2 separate regions of the Mus musculus genome follow, and region 2 is linked to region 1. Evidence: chromatin contacts called from public HiChIP or PLAC-seq data. All regions are on one chromosome and are shown on one strand. Each heading gives the region's core, a stretch centred on a gene start, on an enhancer-like site or on the middle of the called end of the contact. The rest is flanking DNA. Distances are from core to core; before and after follow the strand shown. Region 1 overlaps Plekha7 (pleckstrin homology domain containing, family A member 7). Region 2 holds the start of Plekha7 (pleckstrin homology domain containing, family A member 7).

The links. HiChIP or PLAC-seq counts read pairs in DNA pulled down with a chosen protein or histone mark.
Region 2: a contact with region 1 is called in an H3K27ac HiChIP or PLAC-seq map of embryonic stem cells, with 66 read pairs. The contact joins the promoter of Plekha7 here to the enhancer-like site in region 1. A contact is called at or near these places in 9 of 39 promoter capture datasets (the 3T3-L1 cell line, the HPC-7 cell line, HPC-7-derived erythroid cells and 5 more), 80 of 484 Hi-C or Micro-C datasets (the AML12 cell line, B cells, the C10 cell line and 38 more), 31 of 115 datasets of contacts at active chromatin or transcription factors (the HPC-7 cell line, astrocytes, craniofacial prominence and 16 more) and 4 of 9 other capture datasets (adipose tissue, embryonic stem cells, liver and 1 more).

What each region holds. Positions count from the first base shown.
Region 1 is chr7:116,261,185-116,265,859 of GRCm38.p6, reverse strand. The region is part of intron 3 of Plekha7 (pleckstrin homology domain containing, family A member 7); the gene reads left to right. Among named protein-coding and RNA genes, the nearest start is that of Gm44867, 28 kb to the left of the region's middle. Within about 2 kb of position 2,214, at least 36 of the 459 cell types and tissues checked have an H3K27ac peak or open chromatin away from gene starts, as enhancers often do. A contact at or near this core is called in the G1E-ER4 cell line, embryonic stem cells, epiblast stem cells and 7 more, where this site is marked.
Region 2 is chr7:116,306,296-116,310,865 of GRCm38.p6, reverse strand. It overlaps Plekha7 (pleckstrin homology domain containing, family A member 7), which reads left to right and starts at 2,490. Exons shown (of 27, transcript NM_001305185.1): 1 at 2,490-2,615; 2 at 2,718-2,794; 3 at 2,884-2,941. The coding sequence starts at 2,533.

The DNA of each region.
Region 1 (4,675 bases), core at 965-3,464:
GTTCCAGTGTTGGCGTCGTGTTCAGAAGCAGGGGCTGCTGTCTCTGGTATCCTGAAGTAGGGCATATGGGTGGTTTCAGAGTTAAGCTTGCTGTTTAGCATATATGGCGAGTTAGAAAAACCCCAACTTTTACCTCCACCATTAAAAATGAAAGAAAAAGTCCTAAGTTAAGCAAGGTCTGAGGTATCTACAGGTTCCTCACCAACCTGGAACACAAACCTCTAAAAATAAAAGGTGCTGAGCTCTAGGATACAAACTGTGGTGCTTGGTCAGGTGCTTGGCCCTCAGCTCTGTGCCCACCACCCCTGTTACAGTCTGAGCTGCACAAGAGGAAGCTGATGGCCCAGCGCCTCCTGGGAGAAGGAAAAAGGCCTTGGCTCCTGGGTGCAGGAGGGGATGGGGATGCTGACTCTGGTGACTTCGCAGGCCACCGTGGTTCCCCTGCTCCTCCTCCCCTTCGCAGACTGTACGTTCACTCTGGTTGTCCTGGAGGAGCAAGCACTGCCGTTTGCTGGTGGCTGGCCCACAGTTTGGGTCTTGTGGTTTGGTTTTTATTGCTCCTGGGTCCCCGGCAGGTTAGAATGCTAGAAACATCCTCACAAACACAACCGTTAGGCCTGAGCAAGGCGGCCCATACTCAGTGGCTGAAGCTGATTTTCGCAAGGAGAGAGGCTTGCCGGGTGTTTTGGGAGATGAATGCTGTGTGGAGGTGATAACCATAGCTGAAAGATCTCAGGCGCTTCCTGCTCTCCCTGTCCGTCTCCAAGGGCCTTTCGGCAAACAGCCTCAAAACAGCCCTTTTGCTGGACCCTGTGGTAGCGTCCATCCACGTAAGCGTAAGAAAGCAGAGGCTCACTCCTGTCCAGAGTCACACCCTGCAAAAGGGTGCAGGCCCAGTATTGTTTCCAGGCCTGTGCCTCTTAGGTGGAGAAAGACTGTGTGTGTGTGTGTGTGTGTGTGTGTGTGTGTGTGTGTGTGTGTGTGTGGATGTGGGTGTTTCAGTGCCAACGCTCTTGTTTGGGAAAGGAGACAAGTTGATGTATTTGCCCCTTTACTCCCTGTGCAGTGGGGATGGGGCCAGGCTGGTGGTACATGCTTTCAGCCTGGTGACTTTGGCCAACCAAGGACATACTCATGAGCACCTACCCACAGCAGTCCCTCTGTGCTGGTCCCCTCCTGTGACACCACGGCAGTGAGGTGGACGGTACTGTTCCCAACACTTGGGAGGTGAGGGAGGGCTGGGGAGGGGATGGGGGGCGGACTGAGACTTTGAGAGGTGACTTAAACTGCCGGAGTTAAGTAGCTAGTTAATGGCAGAATCTTATTTGGATGTCAGAGCTGACTGAGGTCTTGCCACCCTGGCCCAGGAGGGTGCAGCAGGGAGTCCTTGGTCTTTTTAACTCCTGGCTGTGCTTCCTCTCCTTGTGTGCAGATGCCACAGAGGGTCTGAGGACCAAGGCTGAAATGGCTCTGACACCTAGAGTAAATGCTGCACCAGGGAGAATAACAGCTGCAGATGTCCCTTTCGGGTGTGGCCAAAGGTGGGTGCGGGGCTGGGGGGGGGTGTTCCTTTTCTGGGCCACTTCTCTGTTCTCCGTTCTCCGGTTGCCTGCAGCCGTAACTGTAAACTCTCTGGAGCTCTGGCTGCCTGGGGCAAGCTGAGGCTCACTCACTGCCTTTGCCCTGCAAGGCGCCAGGAGACTCTGATGAGCCCCTCTCAGTGCCCGGACCACCTTGAGAAGCTGCGGTGCCTTTCACAACCTTTCCAGCCAAGCTTCGGGGATCCTGTCCTTTTATCTGGAACTTCGGTAGTCCTAGTGAGTGGTGGAGAAATGATTTGGGAATTGGGGTGGTTTGGGGACCTCCGTGAGGAAGGTTTTCTGAATGACTCCATTTTCTTATAACCTGAGTGCTTTGTGTTTGGGGAAGGGGGAAGCTGTACCCAGAAAATGAGAAGGGACAGCTCTGACAATGAAGACCCAGGGCCCCGAGGGTTCAGGGACAGTGGCCTGTCTGGAGGGTTGGAGGGGCAGCTACTGGCTGGGTCTGTCCTCTGGAGGTCTGGTCAGGGCCACAAGGGCTGGAGTAGTGAAAGGAAGTTGAAGTTTAAAAACAAGTTTGGGTTCAGGGAACTGGCAAGTTACTTACTGCCTGTCCAGGCCCTGCAGGCCTCAGTGTCCCCAGCTGGGTGCTGGGGATTAAGTTGCCTCCAGGCTTGGGGAAGCCTCTGCTCTGGGTGTAGCTGCTACACAGCCTATTGATGTTGACATTATTTAAGTGCCTCTCCTGTGGCTGAGCAGCCCCCTGCGGGTGGAGAATCCCCTCAGGCTGTGTGTTCTCTTTCCTTTGCACCCTGCTCTCCTGAATTTGTGGGTAGCAGCTGCCTCTGCTGATGATAGATACGACCTCACACCAGTTAGCTTTCATGTGACTGAGCGGCTTTCCCAGAATCCCCCTGGATATTCTTCCCTCACCTTCTGACCGTGTGTAACACCCATTTCTTTTCCTTTGGCGTGCATGCCTCCCGCACTCTAGCCCCTCACTCACCTTGAGGGCCTAGCTGGCCTTCACCTTCACGCCCATGGTGCCAGGCACTCAGAGCTCAGGAAGTAAGGACTACGGCACTTGTATCTAGCGCCTTGGTTTCCTTGTGTTTCCTGGGTGCCTATGCTTCTTGCATTGGTACCTGATGCGTGGAAACAGTAGCAGGTTTCTTTAGGGCTGGTGGAACTCGAGGCTGTGAGCTGGCTACAGGTGAGCAAGGGCTGTGTGTTCTGGTCAGAAGGGAACAAGTTTCAGATCTCGAGTGGAGGGGCCAAAATGTGTTTCAGTGTGGAGGAAGCCAAGAGGACAGGAGGGCAGGAGAGTGGATATGGACTCTACTCTGAGGAACAGTGATGGGGCCTGGTCAGTATTAGTACTCTGAGCTCCCAGAGTCCTGGGGAGTGCAGATCGGAGCTCCAAGAACCCACCAGAATCAGCCTGCTCCTTCCCTGTGTTTGGCCAGAGTGTCAGGCTCCACCCCACTGCACCTGGCCATCCCCACCTTCCAAAAAAGGAGAGAGCTTGAGCCAGGAACTGCAGGCTGATAAAGGAGTTTTTCATTCTGGGGGCGTTAATTGACACAGATTAGATTTCAGTTGAGTGGGCCTTTTGTTGCAGGAGCCTTTCTAATCAAGATGGTCTCAGTACTTCTGTAGTTTCTCAGAGTCAATTCAGGTTCATTACCTTGGTCTGTTACTGGCCTGGGCATTCAGACCTGATGTGATTACTTTTGGCCTTGATGGGTTGTTTCAGTTTTTCAAATTTGGTTTACTCCTGGGCTGACATCTCCCTCAGAACTCACCCAGGGAGGATGCTAGGCCCAGAAGAAGGCAATTCAGGCATGCAGGCACATTGCTTGGCTGTGAGATTTCATTAAACATTTACAAACATGTTTTCTGCAAATTCCTGAGATAATCTGGCACAAACACGATGGGATTCGGATTCTCTTCCACTAGTCATGTTTATTTATAATTCCATCAGCTCCCACTGTGTGGAGAGAGAGTGGAAAGTAATCAGAAGTGGCATTGCGGAAGTCAGCTCACTGCTGCCTGTAGTCCTAGCTCCTGGGGATCTGACACCTTCTTCTGGCCTTTGTGGGTACTACACTAACCTGAGCCCCCCATCCTCCCCAACAGCCACATGATTAACATATTTTCAAAGTCATCAGGCGTGATGGTGCCTTTAATCCCAGTATAGACAGGTGGATCTTTGTGAGTTCAAGACCAGCCTGGTCTACTTATCAAGTTCCAGGACATGGAGAGACATTGTGGTCCCCACCCCCATCCCTACCCCCTGCCAATTTTTTGAAATTCATGTAATATAGTCTTTTTTTTTAATTAAAAAGTTAAAAGCCATCTATTTTATGTTTATGTGTGTTTTGCTTGGGTATGTGTCATTGTACCACTTAAATGCCTGGTACCCTGGGATGCCAGAGAGGGTATTGAAATCCTGTAACTGGAGTTACAAGACGGGTATGAGCCACCATGTGGGTGCTGGGAATAAAAGCTGGCTCCTCTTCAAGAATAGATAGTGCATTTATAACGGCTTTGGTTTTCAGCTCTGTTTTAATTGTGTGTGTGTGCATGGATGCTTGTAAGGTATATTGTGCTTAACATGTTGTGCTGAAATATATTCTTGTATCTCAGTTTATATACCCCCTATGCAGTTTGGTTTGAAAATGATGGTTGCAGGCTCTTGTGCATTTGCGTGCAATCTCTCTCTCTCTCTCTCTGTCTCTCTCTCTGTCTCTCCCTCCATCTCTCTGTCTCTCATTCTTGGTGCACCCCCCCCCTTCTCTCCCTGCTCTACGCTGCTCCCCCCACTGCAGCTCTAACCTTTGGCTCCTTACTGTAATATGGAAACTCTTATCTCTTTTGTCAAAGCTTTCCCTTACCTTAGCAAGTATGACTAATACTGCCTGGAAGCAGGAAGGTGATAATGCCTGCTTTGCACAAAGGAAGCCCTATAGCTCACTTCTGGTCTTTTGGGAGCATCTGGACTGTCTATTGAATCTTTGTGTTAAGTGCAGCATAACTTTTGCCTAGACAGATGACCCTCTCTATATGTTCTGGAGACTGGGTGATTGGAGCAGCTTCCTGTCTCTTGCCTTCTTGAAGTCAAGGCTGTATGT
Region 2 (4,570 bases), core at 1,241-3,740, 45 kb before region 1:
ACTCCAATAAGGGCCACACCTCCTAATAGTGCCACTCCCTGGGCCAAGCATATACAAACCATCACAAGAAGGCAGAATCATTTTGTAGTCCCAGCAACAATGAACAAGAATGGTTTTCTTTTTTTTTTTTTAAAGATTTATTTATTTATTATATGTAAGTACACTGTACCTGTCTTCAGACACACCAGAAGAGGGAGTCAGATCTCATTACGGATGGTTGTGAGCCACCATGTGGTTGCTGGGATTTGAACTCAGGACCTTTGGAAGAGCAATCGGGTGCTCTTACCTGCTGAGCCATCTCACCAGCCCATGGTAATCTGACATCTACGAAATAGAATCTCCCACTGTAATTTTCATTTGTATACTTGACGGTCAACTACCTTCCCATATGCTTAAAAGCCACTTGTGTTTCATTTCTATTAACTGTGGTGAGTTCATATTCTTGTCCATTTAATATATTGCTTTCAAATGAGTGTTTAATAAGACATGCTATTTCCCTATGTTCATTTGAAGAACTGGGTCAGAGGCTGAGGGCTCTGCATCCCCAACCACAGCGCCTTTCTCCCTCCTGACTGCTTCAGAGGATCCTCTGGAACAGCAGTCATGTCGTGGTCACCCTCAACGACAAAATTATTTCATTGCTACTGTTAAGAATCGTAATGCAGCCAGGCAGTGGTGGCGCACACTTTAGTCCAGCACTTGAGAGGCAGAGGCAGGTGTTTTTCTGAGTTTAAGGCCTGCCTGGTCTACAGAGTTCCAGAACAGCCAGGGCTATATACAGAAAAACCTTGTGTCAAAAAAAAAAAAAAAACGGAGAAGAAGAAGAAGAAGAAGAAGGAGAAGGAGAAGGAGAAGGAGAAGGAGAAGGAGAAGGAGAAGGAGAAGGAGAAGGAGAAGGAGAAGGAGAAGGAGAAGGAGAAGGAGAAGGAGAAGGAGAATCATAATGCAGGTAAATATCTGATATACAGAATAGATATCTGACATGCTACCCCAAGGGCTCGCGACCCACAGGTCAAGAAACACCGGGAGAGCTCCGGCTGTGCCCCCTTCAGGGTCCATCCTACTGATCTCTCATTCCAGTGCCCAGTGCAGACAGTTGCACCCTCTTGTGAGACTCCTTAGACCCGCAGCTTTTGTCTCTGCAAGGCTGGCCTGACCCTTGCCCAGCGCCTAGCTTCCGGCTGCTGCTCCGCCCACTTGCAATGTGACAGAGTGTCTGAGTGTTTTGCATTCTTCTGCTCTTCTGCTGCTGAGGAGTTGCAGTTTAAAGGCTGAGGCAGATAGTTCAGGCGCCCAGGTCCTGGAGTTTGGGGCAGACCAAAACCCCTTCTCTTGTCCAACTGACGCAAAAGAGTAAACACACAAACGTCAATTAGGAGCAAATGAGTGAGCTAAGGGTTTCCTTTTACTCTGGGGGGTTCAGGAGCGCTCCCCAAGACCTAAGTAGGTAAAGAGCTCGGCTTGACAGCTCTTCCAAAATGAGAGCAGGGAGATCCAGACCCAGCATTCTCTTTTTTGCCTGTGATCTCTACAGCTTCAGAAGGGGGGGGGGGGGGACGACACGCATTTTTTTTTTTTTAATTTAAAGATTTATTTAATGTATGTGAGTACACTGTTGCTCTCTTCAGACACACCAGGAGAGGGCATCGGATCCCATTACAGATGGTTGTGAGCCACCATGTGGTTGCTGGGATTTGAACCCAGGACCTCTGGAAGAGCAGTCAGTGCTCTTAACTGCTGAGCCATCTCTCCAGCCCCTACCTTTTTGTTTTTTGAGACAGAGTCTCATAGTAACCCGCGCTGCACTGAAACTCTGTCAAGCAGTTCTGTGTCTTCCAACTCTCAGCAATCCTTCTGTTTCAGTTTCCCCAGGCCTGGAATCACAGGCAAGCTTTTCTCCTATTTTACATTAGACTTGGAGGTTGCTCCGGAATCCAGCAGAAACCTGTTCGGTGTTCCTTGTCTAAGAAAGAAGCACACTTCCGGGGTAGGGGGGAGGAGAAGCAGAGGTGTGCAGGTCGCCTGCTTTTCCTGGAGCAAGGGTGTGTGTGTCAAGGGTGGGGGATGGGGGGGGGCTAGACTGTTCCTTCGCCCGCGAGTCTCGGGGACAAAGGCTGCGGGGCCTTGTGCCTTGCTCCGGCCGGCCTTCCACCAGTGAACTTTGGAAGCACCGGCCGTGACCTCGAACTGCGAGTCACCAAGGCTGGGAGCCCACGCTGCACCCACCACAGGGGAACCCAGTAGGGTCGGTCCAAGTCCCTCTTGTCTCAGCCCCTCTCCACTCCTTCCTGCTCTCCCCCTCATTTCTTCCAATGCACCCTTCTCCCTATCCCTCCTCAGATCTTGTCCTCCCCTCCCTATCCCTACCCAACTCCTTGTTCCAACTCCTAGTTACTCCAGCTCCCCGTTTCTCGTCCCTCCCACTCACTCTGTCCAACAACTTGCACCCCTATCTCCTCGCCCCGCCCCTTACCCCGCCCCTTAACCCATCCCCCCCCCTCCCCCGGCCCGGGGCTCAGGCGCTGGGCGAACATGGCGGCTGCGGTCGGGCGGGACACCCTACCTGAGCACTGGTCCTATGGCGTCTGTCGGGACGGCCGCGTCTTCTTCATCAAGTGCGTGAGGGGCGGCGACACCCGGACGGGGTCGTGCGCTGGGGCTGGGGCCGCGGGCGGGCGTGGAGGGCGGCGGCGCTAACAGGTGCACCTCTCCCGTAGTGACCAGCTCCGCTGCACGACCTGGCTGCACCCGCGGACCGGCGAACCGGTCAACTCGGGTCACATGATCCGCTCAGGTGGGCGCTGGGTCGGTGCGGGATGCAGGGTGCGGAGCGGGGTCGCCACGGCTGCGCTAGTTTGACCAACTTTTCTCGCCTTCCCGCAGACTTGCCGCGCGGCTGGGAGGAGGGCTTCACGGAGGAGGGCGCCAGCTTCTTCATCGAGTAAGTGAATCCGCACCGCGGCCGCACCTGCCTTGCTCTCCCGCAGCCTTGGCGGGCTCGGCGCTCGGGGTTTGTTTGCTTGACGGTGGCGGGCTCGGGGGGACGGCTGCGTACGGGGGTTCGCAGCGCCGCAGGGGGCCTGGCCAGGTCCCGCCCGCCGGTGGCCGAGCCTGCAAACTCCAAGGCTCCCCCGGGACACGCCTACCCCGGGGGCCTGCGCTGGGCACAGTGGCGGGTGGCGGGGAGTAGGGCTCGCGTGGGTCGGGAGTGTGGCCTGAGGGCTTGGGCGTGGGGGAGGGGGAAGAGGGGCCCCGACGCTACTCTAGCCGCGCTGGCTGGGCTCGCCGTGGAGAGTTGGAGCGCGACCCGGGCCGCCGCATCCTTGCTTCTCAGGGATGGGATGGGGGTGGGGCTCCCAGGCAGCCAATGATATTCCTGGAACTCTACCCGCGCGTCTTCGGCGGGCGCCGAACGCCGAGGAACGCGGACGATCTGCTCTGCCCGGGCTAGTAGAACGGGAGCTTTGCCGCCTGAGCCTCTGGGCGCTGTCCCAAGTTATTCTTGGTCTGTTGGTCCGCGTGGATCTGATCTCGAAGTTGTAAGGGGACACGAGTGTACAGTCTTCACTTTTCCCAGTCGGGCAAGGTGCCTGTGTTGCAGCGTTCCTCCCTCTGCTTCCTGTGGGTCCTGGGAGTCAGAACTTGCCTTTGATCGTTTGCCCCAGTCAGTCGGTGCCTGGCATAGAGTAGGAGCTCTGTAAATGTTTGTTTATGGAATGAATGAACTAGCCAAAGGTCTGGCGCTCCATGGTTTGACTGGCACTCGGTGTACTGTGCGCGACCGTGACTCAGAATTCATTTCTTCACCAACTTGGAAACAATGTTTAGATCTGGATCAGAATATGTGAAGAAAGTCCCCGAGCCTCCTTTGTCACATGGGACTCTTGTATAGTGGCTGCTGATGGATGTGCTCTATGCAAGGGAGGTGCTCACTATTTCTGTTCGTCAATTTGTAACCCACGGGAGGAAAGGGAACAAAGAGTGAACAAATAATAATAGCAGGTAACGGTGACTGCTGTGCGGAAAATTAACATGAGGGGATGTGACTTGAAGTGATTGGATGGCTGATGGGACTGGTAGGTCCTGATGACTTTTTTTCTGAGCAGGTGACATTTGGAATTTGAATGACAAGAAGGACCCTTGCTGTGGTGACCAGTAGGGGCAAAACATTTCAGAAAAATGTTTAAGGAACAAAACCCTTCGAGTTCAATGAGGGGTTGGGGATTTTGCTCAGTGGTAGAGCTCTGGGGGAAAAAAAAGTTCAGTGAGCAAAAAGTCTTGTGTGGCTTGGAGGAAGTGACCAAGGGCGAGGATGGCATTAAAGGAAGGCACAGGAAGGGAGGTAAAGGATGAAACTGGAGCAGGGTAAAGAGCTGCTGAGCTCTATCCTGAGACCAGGGAGAATGCAGACGTTTTAAGGTGGCTTGGTATGTTTGGCAGTTTTTGGGAGTATGGCGTTTGGGTGGAGAGCTGTGCCAGGGAGGTAGGAGAGCAGCAGGAAGCTGTGGCTGTGGTCCAGAGCAGACGTTAGTGGGGGGGGGGGTGAAGCACGGAGATGGAGAGCAGGAGT